Regions from separate parts of the Mus musculus genome. Here region 2 is linked to region 1. Evidence: chromatin contacts called from public Hi-C data. All regions are on one chromosome and are shown on one strand. Each heading gives the region's core, a stretch centred on a gene start, on an enhancer-like site or on the middle of the called end of the contact. The rest is flanking DNA. Distances are from core to core; before and after follow the strand shown. Region 1 overlaps Adam19 (a disintegrin and metallopeptidase domain 19 (meltrin beta)). Region 2 holds the start of Itk (IL2 inducible T cell kinase).

Evidence for each region. Hi-C and Micro-C count contacts between places; a contact is called where the count stands out from the background.
Region 2: a contact with region 1 is called in a Hi-C map of CD8 T cells, with 4 times the contacts expected there. The contact joins the promoter of Itk here to the enhancer-like site in region 1. A contact is called at or near these places in 3 of 484 Hi-C or Micro-C datasets (CD8 T cells, Th2 cells and regulatory T cells), 2 of 115 datasets of contacts at active chromatin or transcription factors (CD8 T cells and thymic regulatory T cells) and 1 of 9 other capture datasets (liver).

The regions. Positions count from the first base shown.
Region 1 is chr11:46,082,411-46,087,686 of GRCm38.p6, reverse strand. The region is part of intron 3 of Adam19 (a disintegrin and metallopeptidase domain 19 (meltrin beta)); the gene reads right to left. Among named protein-coding and RNA genes, the nearest start is that of Mir8100, 17 kb to the left of the region's middle. Within about 2 kb of position 2,911, at least 76 of the 459 cell types and tissues checked have an H3K27ac peak or open chromatin away from gene starts, as enhancers often do. A contact at or near this core is called in CD8 T cells, Th2 cells, liver and 1 more, where this site is marked.
Region 2 is chr11:46,386,590-46,391,865 of GRCm38.p6, reverse strand. It overlaps Itk (IL2 inducible T cell kinase), which reads left to right and starts at 2,351. Exons shown (of 17, transcript NM_010583.3): 1 at 2,351-2,593. The coding sequence starts at 2,456.

The DNA.
Region 1 (5,276 bases), core at 1,662-4,161:
CAGACTTGAAAAGGCCTACCAAAGTTTGTCAAGACTCTATATCAAAGTGTCCTGGCTTCAGGGAACTACTCACAGTGAATTAGGCTACCGCTCACACAACCCTGTAACATCAGGTGTTCACAGGTAAATAAAGGCTTTAGTGTAAGACTCAATAACTGCAAATATTTCCATTCAGTTGGAAAACAATAACCCCAGGTTTCCATTAAACGTAAAGGGTGCCACCTAGAACTCCCCAGGACAGGAAGTGTATCTGAAAGGCAGACTGTTACTCTAATGAAATGGCCTGTGCTACTTCACATTTTGGGCAGAATTAGAAAAAAAGAAATCATACGTATAATTTTCTTTTATGTTGGTTCTCCAGTAGGGTAAACGTAAGGAGAGAAAAAGAACCAGATTTTCCAAATCAGCCTGCACTTTGCTTGGTCTACCTCTGACTCTAAAGGAATGGAAACAGATTTGCAAAAGCCCCATTGCCAAATAAGGCACTGATCTTTCAGGGGCTCACAAGCACCAGCATTCCTTTGTGAGGGCTCAGAAGGGCCCTGGAAGGCTGAAGGTTGCTCCTATAGTGAAGAGCTGAGCCCTCCTCCCATTTGAGCAAGGCCCCTGTTGTCTCGGGGACCAACCTAAGCAAGATGGTACCACCCACCAGCCCAGCTCTCAAAAAGCCAAAATTTTGGGTATGTTGTCTTTAGCAGCCTATTGAGGACATCTTTACACAAGGCATCAAAGCAACAGTCCCCTTTACCAGCCACTTCCCATTGTATTTCTGGTTTCCAGAGACCTCACACCCCTCTGAATAGCTCCTGGTCCTGAGTGCAGTTTTTATGTTATGCCCAAAGCATGTCTGGATAACCAGATCCTTTAGCCAGCAGGATCTATTTAATCCTCTCCATGGCTCTCTCCCCACTGTGAGTATGAACATGAATATCCATCAGTACAAAGAGGGCCTGACATCTCATGATCAGGCAAGCTTAGCTAGCTGGCAAGACACCTGAGGGGCCCAGGAAATGGCTTACCGATAAGAGTTTGTGGGTTTGCTTAAGGATGCCCTACAAAGCCTGTCCTGAACTGAACATTTATTGGTTAAGAATGGTTCGGGGAAATAAAATTTTCTCAGAAATACCAAATTTTAAAGAGCAAGAAATATCCCCATGGTAGCAACCTGTATAGTAACCAGTATTTGGTAAATAATCATGGTTGCTGTTCATCAGATTAGCTGAAGTCACAGCGGCCTGGGGAGGAGTACTGGGGGGGGGGGGGGGAGGACAAGACTGCCATACTATGAAGAGAGACTTTATGACTGAGCCTGGGGGAGCGGAGGAAAGCAATCTCCAAGAAGCCACCAGATCTTTTAAGAAACTCAGAAGAGGGGACCAGGTATATCTGACCCTGAAACAAGACAGAGTGGGTATCTGAAAACACAAACTTAGCACCCTCAAAGGTGGGTGCCTCTGGCTAAATACTTGAGAACTATTCTAAACCTGCCCTGGGATTCTTAGCATCTCAGAACACAAGTGAGGACCACTGAAAGGGCCCCTCATGGACCACAGTAGGCTACTATCCTACCCTGCCTAGCACCTGGGCCAAGTTCTAGCCAGATGACAGTGGCCTAGTTTGAATTTAGGTGAATCCTCCCATCTCAGTACACTGCAGACTAGGATACTAGGAATTGGCCAAGGTTCTTGCTCTAACTTAGCCAAATGACCTGGTCACAAGCCAGGACTGGAAGGTCTCAGCTCTGAAGGTCATGGTGAGTGACACTGCAAGTACATCAGAGGCCCTGCCCAGCAGCAGATCCCAAAGAGCCAGCCGATATCCCCGGATCCAGTCCAAAGCAAGGCATCTACCATAATAATGAAAAAACCTTTATGCCCTAACCTCTCTGCTCAGTCTTTCCCTTTTACAGATAAGGAATCTGAAAAGAGTAAAAGTAACATATTGTCATGAAAGTTCTAATCTGTTTCCAAACACAGAAGTCTCAGTCCACAAGGATATGTGAAATCCTGGTGGCAGCTAGGTCAGGAGTTGGCAGAGGAAGGGCGTTTGTCCAACCTCGCTCGTAGTATGTATTAGAGGCTGTAGGAAAGCCTGGGTTCCTCGTGTCCTGATTTCGTCATACACTTACTTTAAGTGCTTGGCTCCAGGACCTACGTCTGCAACCCACCTCACACTACAAATATTGACTAAGGCCAGCCATATGCCAGGCACCGTGCTAGAGGATTGTTGAGCATTAGCCCTCAAAGGCTGGTATCACTCCTACCCTGCGGGGACCTACCTCTCTCCCAGGATGAAGATGATCCACGAAAATACCTGAAAAGAGCTGACAGGCCACGTGGAGGCAGGTTTTACCAGAAAGTCCCCCAGAAACTCAGACCCATTTCAAACCCACCTTCCTTCTTTTTAGAACTGGTATGAAAGCCGACCTCTAGTTTCCTCTAGTTATAAAACTATGAGGGAAGTGTGCATATATGCGTATATGTATTCCTGTGTGTGAGTGTGTGTGTGTATAGTTGTGTGGGTACTGTCAAGTTTGTGTATGTGTGCTGAAGGTAAGGCTGGCCTAGACACTGGGAGCTGAGAGTCTCTTGCTCTACTCGTCCCAACCACATTGTTATACTACATATCTCACAATCTAGTCTGACCTTTGTGTAAACCCTAAATCTAGAATCTGGTTAAGGCAAGAAATAAAGAGCTTCCAGAAAAACAGGGCCCCTGTTGGCCCTTCCAAGCTTAGATCACTCTTTCCTTTATGATTCAGTGTCTCTCCAAAGGAATTCTTTTTCCCAGAACTCCCTTCTCCTGAAAGGTTTTGAAAAAAAGAAACTATGCTTGATATAATGCAGCCATTATAGCCCCTTGGCCCATCTGGACCTCTCCCAAGGGAGGCTGATGCAAGAGGAGACTATGAGGTCCCTGCCAGTTTTCTCCAAACACGCTACCTGGGGGGAGGGGAGGAAATCCATGGGGACACATGGAAGCCATGAAGAGACCGGAAAAGAGCCTTACTCCCTTAAATCAGAAAGACCCAGCTTCCACCCGGCTTAGTCAAGAAGCTGAGGAGTGCCTAGCTAAACTTCATCCACTCAGAGGTATTGCTGTTTGCCACAAAAGCCAATATGAGACACTTCCAAGCCCCAGCAAGGCTCCCAAGTGAAGTCTCTACTGTTGAATAAGCAGAGGCCTGCTCCTGAGAAGTGAGGTACTGAGAAGTTTGGAAGAGTGAGGGCTGGGGAGATGGCAAAGCAGGTAACGAGCTTGCTGTGTGAGCCTGAGGGCCTGAGTTCAGATCCCATCACTCACTGAAAGACACGGAGACTGAAGGACGCCTGGGAATTTGTTCACCAGACAGGCTAGACAACTGTCGAGCTCCCAACTTGATAAGACCTTATCTTTGGAAGCAAGGAGACGATGAGCGATAGAGAAAGACAACAGATACCAACTTCTGTCCTCTACATGAGCATGGGAATCCCACACTTCCCCCCACCCACACACACACACACTCGAACACCAAAACTCAGATAAGACAGGGCAACTAGGGGAGGTAAGTGTGGGTGATGGGGACACAGGTTGAGTTTTTACAGCAATTTCCTTAGCAGATCTTGCTTCGATCCCACAGAGGTCGTGACTCTCAGAATGAAGACAGTCATTACTTCATCAAACGAGAGAAAACAAGATCTGAGTAAGAATTTGACCTATTTCAGGTCCCACCAGAAGGTAAGGACAAACCCTGGGACTTGACACTGATGTCTCACTCGTTACTCAATGGAAAATCACAGTAAGACCTTGTGTCTGTCTACCCTCTTCTTCATCCTATATTTGCTCTATCTCCCCATCTCCATGACTCCATCTTATAAACCAGCAATCCATCCTTCCCTCTCCATATGGGTCATCTTGTCACCATATCAGACATAAGGTGTATTTGGAGCTGTCTGTCCTATCCGCCTCTTCTACCACCTCCCATTGCTCTCAAAATAAACTCTGGCAAGGCTCTTCAGGAAATCGTGCCTATGTGTTCCCCACCCCCACCCCCTACCCCTGGGCCTGTCTTCACTTCCTTCCTCTGCTCAGGATGTCCTAACCAGAGAGTATAATTTCTTAGCATCTTCCACCTAGTCTTTGTTTTTCTTACAAGAACTATGGTACACAGACATTTAGTCATCATGAGCAGACTGCACCACACTCCTTCTTCACCCCCTTGTTCTAAGAAGTTCCTAAGACGTTGATCTAGGTCAGTAGATCAGTTCTCCCAAGAGCACCTTCTGTTTTTCTCCACCCTAGCAGCTCACCTTGCTCTACTGTAATTGTCTGTGTCTTCTCCACTCGACACGAAATCCCTCGATGTCAGAGAATGTCCTTGCCACTACTTAGCCCAAGAATATCAGACACACAGTTGGCACTCACAGTATGTGCTGAATGACAGGACAGAAGGAAAGAAGGACAAAATGAAGAATTCTTAATGAAGGCTGGGGAGAAGTGTTTGCACACAGATGAAGTGTTTGCAAGGCAAGCACAAAGACCGGAGTTCAATCCCCAGAGATACATACTTTTAAAAAGTCAGGTATGGTGGCGCACAGGTTTAATCTCACTCAATACTGGGGGTGTGGGAAGATTCCTGGGGTTCAATGGCCAAATACTTTGGGAACTTCAGAACAATAAGATGTCCTGTGTCAAAAACAATTAAAAATTATAAAAGGTGAGTGGTCCTTGAAGACCCAACCGCCAAGGTCATCCACTAGCACCCACCCACCTCCCCCACACACAACTTGAGGTGAGGGGAGAAAAGAGGGGAAGGAGGGAAGGGAAGAAGGGTAGGAGAGAGAGAGAGAGATAGAGAGAGAGATTCTCAATGAATTGTCTAAACTCAACCCAGGACCCTAGTGACTTCCATTAAAAAAAACCAGAAGTCTCTAAGCTAACACTCATCCCTAGCTGGATTTAGGCAGAAACTACATCTCACCCCCAACCTAGAACCTATTCATTTAGTATTTAGTAATCAGGAGAGTGCATGTGAGCGAATGTGTGAGTACATTTGTGTGTATGTGTGTGTATACACATATGTGTGACTAAGCCCTAAATGGAGACAATGCAAAGCTTATTTCCTTAAAATCAAAATACCTCCTGGATAAAACGTCAATTCCCTGACAGTGTTACTCCAGGGTCCCCAATGCTGCTTTCACCTCTCACAGGTTTCCCCTCAGAACAGTCATGATTCATTGCCCAAGCAGAAAATTTTAAAGGAAGAAAATATCCTCAAATGTCCAAGGAGCCTAGCT
Region 2 (5,276 bases), core at 1,102-3,601, 300 kb before region 1:
GGTATGCTACCAGTAACAGAAACTAAAATAACAGGGCCCGAGAAAATATTAATGGTGTGTTTCTTTTTATGTTAAAAGAGATGATCCTCTGCTTCTGAGCCTCTCGTCTGAGAGGAAGTGTGAAGAGGCACTCCACTGCTAGCGTGAGTGACCAGATCTGTGGTCATCACAGCCTCAGACTCCTCCTATCGGGGATCCATTGCTCTCACGTGTAACCTCCACAGTATGTAGTATAAAATAGTTCTTCCAGCTCCAACCATCAAGTTGACACCCTAGTCAGTAGTAGGAAAGGGAGGAGATCAGGAGATGCCCTTTAAGGACCCCCCTGCTTTTCTTGAGACGGCCTCCTGAGAGCTGAGATTACAGATGCACAGCACCACATCCCGCCAGGATGCTTCCATTTCTGCCATATTCTCTTGTTCAGAAAAGAGTTGTATGGCTATACCAAGTTACAGAAAAAGCTAAAAACGATGTCGTCTTTAGGCAGGCTGCCCAGATGTCCAGATAATCTTCAGGCAATCAGTTACCCTAGAGAAAGGAAAGAGAAGGAAATTAGTATTTTTTGCTACAAACTGTAGTTTAAAAAGTCTACCTCTGGCCGGGCGTGGTGGCTCACGCCTTTAATCCCAGCACTCGGGAGGCAGAGGCAGGTAGATTTCTGAGTTTGAGGCCAGCCTGGTCTACAAAGTGAGTTCCAGGACAGCCAGGGCTATACAGAGAAACCTTGTCTCGAAAAACCAAAAAAAAAAAAAAAAAAAAAAAAAAAAAAAAGTCTACCTCTTTTGTACATATTTTTCTGTCTTAAAATCTCAGCTTATCCCTTCTCTCCCCTCCCCTCCCCTTCCCTTTCCTCTCTTCCTCTTCCCTCCCCGCCTCTTTTTGCCTTCATTATTCAGCAGCATCCAATGTATGATGTGAAAGGAGGCTGCAATTAGCAATTACATCTAAAACTACACAGGAAAGTTGTACTGCCTCCCTCCCTTTGTCTCGTCCTCTGTTCTTCTCTGATGAGCTGCCTCTGCCTGCCCCGGGACTTCTTGGCTATTAACTTCCTGGTCACATAAGTTCTACACCATAACATTATCCTGACTCAAAGGTCAGACCCTGTGAATTGTCCACAGGGCAGATAAGCTTTAGTTCCCAAAGAGCCCTTACAAGGAGGTAGCTTGCTGTCTGTCTGTGTGTCCTGCCTCCTCATTAGAGTCCTTATGGCAGAGGAAAATAGGAGAGAGGATTCCATGTGGGAAAGTCTGAAAGGCTTCCCAGAGAACGTTGCAGGTCGGCGAGGCTGGCAGTATCTCATAGGCGCTCACTGGAAAAGAAAGAGACAAGAGAGAGTGTTCAGACACAGGACACTGCATTTTTGAAGTAGCATACACAGAAGGAAGCCAGGCACACCAACGGTGTCCAAAGGGGCCCCTGCAGTGCCTCATACAAGACCCCTGTTGCTTCCTTTCATAGATGAAGGAACTGATATTCCAAGCCACTGGACAGTGGTAGGTAGTAGAGATGGAATTCAAACCGATAGGTAGAATAAACAGCCCTGTGCAGATCTCTGCATGCCCTAATCCCTATAACCTGTGACTGTGTGTTGTTGGGTGATAAAGGGGAATTTACATTCCAAATGGAGTTATAGCGCCCATCTGCTGACCTTAAAATAGGGAGCCTGCCCTAGACGACCACTGTGAGAAGGGCCCAGTGTGGTTCTCAGGATCCTTAAATGGAGCAGAGGTAGGAGGAAGAGATTTTGGCAATACAGAGCAAGCAGGGCTCGACCTGCAGTTTGGGGGTTTGAAGATGGAGTAAAAGAGTCAAGACAGAGGCCACCAGAGTGTCCCTCAGTAGGGAGGATGGTCGCAGAGGCAGTGTCCCCTAGAGATCTGCAAGAAAGGCGCACAGTCCCACAGTCACCATGACTGTCACTCAACCAGACACATTTCAGACTTCTAAACTAGAGAATTGTAAGGCGCTTTGAGCCTTGTGGCTCTATGGCGCTTTGAGCCACTAAGCCTGTGGCAGGCAGTCCATGATAATAGCAATGGGAAACTTACATACAAGCTGAGCTCCATTGACCCCTGGATCCCTGTTCTTAGTCCCTTGTTTACATGACTTAACTGTTGTCAAGGCTAAACCAGGAGCTAGAAGAATTATAAGTGAACTCCTCTTATAATTCTAGGTTTCTTCAAACTTCTTTTTCAAACCATATAGCTAAGGGTACGCATGTGCCTCCCAGCTTGGTGAATTTTGAAAGGATGTGGTCATGGCCTTTGACATCAGAGGAGGGAGCTCAGCGGTGAGGCTGGCTGATGCTGATAGAAAAGATAAGGTTAGAGGCAAGTTGCCTTTGAACGACTCTCTAAAGATCAACTGCATCCTGTCTCAGTCTCCGCTGCTCCTCTCCTTCAGTCGCACTGCGGGGTGATGCCCAAGGCGCATCACTTTTCAGAACTGGACCATGAACAACTTCATCCTCCTGGAAGAACAGCTGATCAAGAAGTCCCAACAGAAGAGAAGGACTTCTCCCTCGAATTTTAAAGTTCGTTTCTTTGTCTTAACGAAAGCCAGCCTGGCCTACTTTGAGGACCGCCACGGGGTATGAGAAGGCTTACGTTGTGCTTTGTTTATTTTGTTTATTTATTTTGTTTATTTACTTTGTTCTGTGTTTGGACTGAGCTGATTCCTGAGATAAACTTGAACACCTGGGATGCAGGTACAGTGTGTTTTGGAAGCCACCAAGTAGAGTTAGAGATCGGAAGAAATGTGGAGAGTTCTGAGACTCCAGTGTCAGTTAGATTTGGCTATTTCAATTCTAAAATCTGTAGGTTTAACGTTCATACATTTCTTATGTGGTGAATGTTGTGGATAGGACTTGAAGTTTATGTAAACATGAAGTATATGTGGCATCTACAGTCTGTAGGACAGTAAAATATTAACTATGGCTTATTAAGACGTAAGGGGAAACCTAGCTCAACTTCCCTGTTTTACAAAAGAAGTGGTTCTTAGACTGTGAAGGGAGGTCCTATGTAAGATTTTCACGACTTGAACTCTGCTTATCTCAATGGTCATCACTGCCCTGAGGCCATGGGGTCCTACTTCCATTAAAGTGACATTCTAAAGTTGGAAGGAACAACCCTCTTTGTGGTAAAACATCTCAGGAGACTGGGGGTGTGGAACACAGAGTTTCTGCCTGCAGACCAGGGATCCCGCTAGAGTGTGTCGGCTCAGCTGGAGGCGTCTAATGACATCTTCGTGCACAGCAATAACAACAAAAGCAAGCGAGTGTGTGTTAATACTACAGTGTGACAGGAGCACTGGGTGGTGCTGGGAGCTTAGCCCATGGCTAAGTCCTCTCTGAGGCAGCCAAGGGCCAAGAGCATTGGCTGGGGCAAGACTTGGTCTTTTGAGAGTAGGGTTGCTTTCTAAAATAACCTAGGTCTATCTTGACTGCAAGTTACTCCGAGGCCAGAAGCTACTGGATCTGCTGACACTTGCTGCTAACGGCAGGGTGATTTAGGTAATGGTATATTGATGTCACACCCTTCTCAGTCCAGGCAGCCAGAAGCCCCTCTGACTAGGCTGGTTAACTCTGTGAACCAGAGAGGAAGGGAAGCGAAAGAATTAAGATGCTTTATACAGGCAAATATGCGCAGACACATATACATTCACACATATATTTACACTTTCATTCACATTCTTATTTGCACGTTAACACATTCACATTTTTGTTGGGCCCAATCACCTGTCTCATACACTCCACAAGCATTCATGCATGCTTACATACACACATACTCCTACGAACATACATATAGACAAACAGACATATACATCTGGATAGATAGATGGATGGATGGGCAGAGCCCCCCCCCCCCCAAGCCAAACTATCCAACTAACAACTTAATTTCTTTCCTCTGGCTTTTTTATACCTTCTCAGACAAAAATTTCTTTAGAAAATTACCTCAGAGATAAAATGTTACACAAATTTGAAGTTACAAAAAGATGTTGATATTTTAGCTCAAAGGAGTGTTTCATTCTATATGCTTGTTACAAGTTCAAAGCTTTTACATGGCCCTGGCTTATCATAGTTCATATCTGTGGTTGTATCCTTGGGCCTAAATGTTTTTCCTTGAACACAAATTTGTCCCAAGTCTATTTCTCTTTTTAGTATAATTATTAAAAGCTCATTGTATTTCTTATTATGCAGCCTTTTCTTACTATTCTGAGGAGTGGGCACATTCTATTCTTGACTGTAACCTTATTACAACTTTCTAGCAAAGCAACTAAGACCATCTCTTAAAACTTCCTAAAATTATTTGAATCAAATCGGGAATTCTATAGAATCATTATTAATTCATCTAAACAGCATTAATTCATGAACATTCATCTTTATGCTGATCTGAAGGAAATCTGATCAATAGGGTGGGCTAATGCCCAGGGACTGTTAGTTGCATAATGACAGGAAAGGCATATCAGTTGTAAGAAGCAATCCTAAGATGACATCTCTTTGGCCTTACCATAAAGCTCACCCATTGCGCACCATGCCAAAAATCCAACGTACCACCTCTAGGAAGGCCCCCTGCTAACCTTAACCTATCCTAGATGTCTCCTGACAGGGTGCGGGTCAAGTCGTCGCTGCACTTCCCACTGAGTGAGTCAGCCTGGGCAAATGTCCTCCATCAGACTCGTCTCCTTTGTAAATACAAGGACTAGACAGCAACCCCAAGTTCCACTCTTTCTTTCAAAATCTTTTGTTTTTGACACAGTGACGCTTGTTTAATTCTCCACAAACACTTTTCGAAGCTTGTTTGATTTCTCACCATATGGTTGTAGTATTTCTGCATCTTTAGAGGGGCTGGGCACTGATGAGTACTTAGGCTTTAGCTTGGTGCTCACCGAGATGAGGAGGCTTCTGTTCCCTGCTGGTGTCTCGCTAGAAGATCCACGTGAGGGGAGTGAGGTCCAGTCTATGAGGCTTTCCGTGAATGTGGAGCAAAGCACTTAGAGGGGGGAAAGGCCTAGCCTCATAAGTGTCAGGGAAAAGAATGCCTACCTCTCGAGAATCACTTGTCTTCAGCAGGGTCTCACTTACAACTTACCAATAGATGAGAGGCAGATAGAATAACATATGTTTAGGCCCCATTGGTGAGTGGCCAGGTAGGTGCCGAGCTGTGGGCCTGGGGGATTCCCCACATAGAACTAATAAGTCACATGGCATCAACTCTCTGTTTCTGTGAACGCAACATGAAATTCATGTTACGTAGTGAGAGCATAGCCACGCA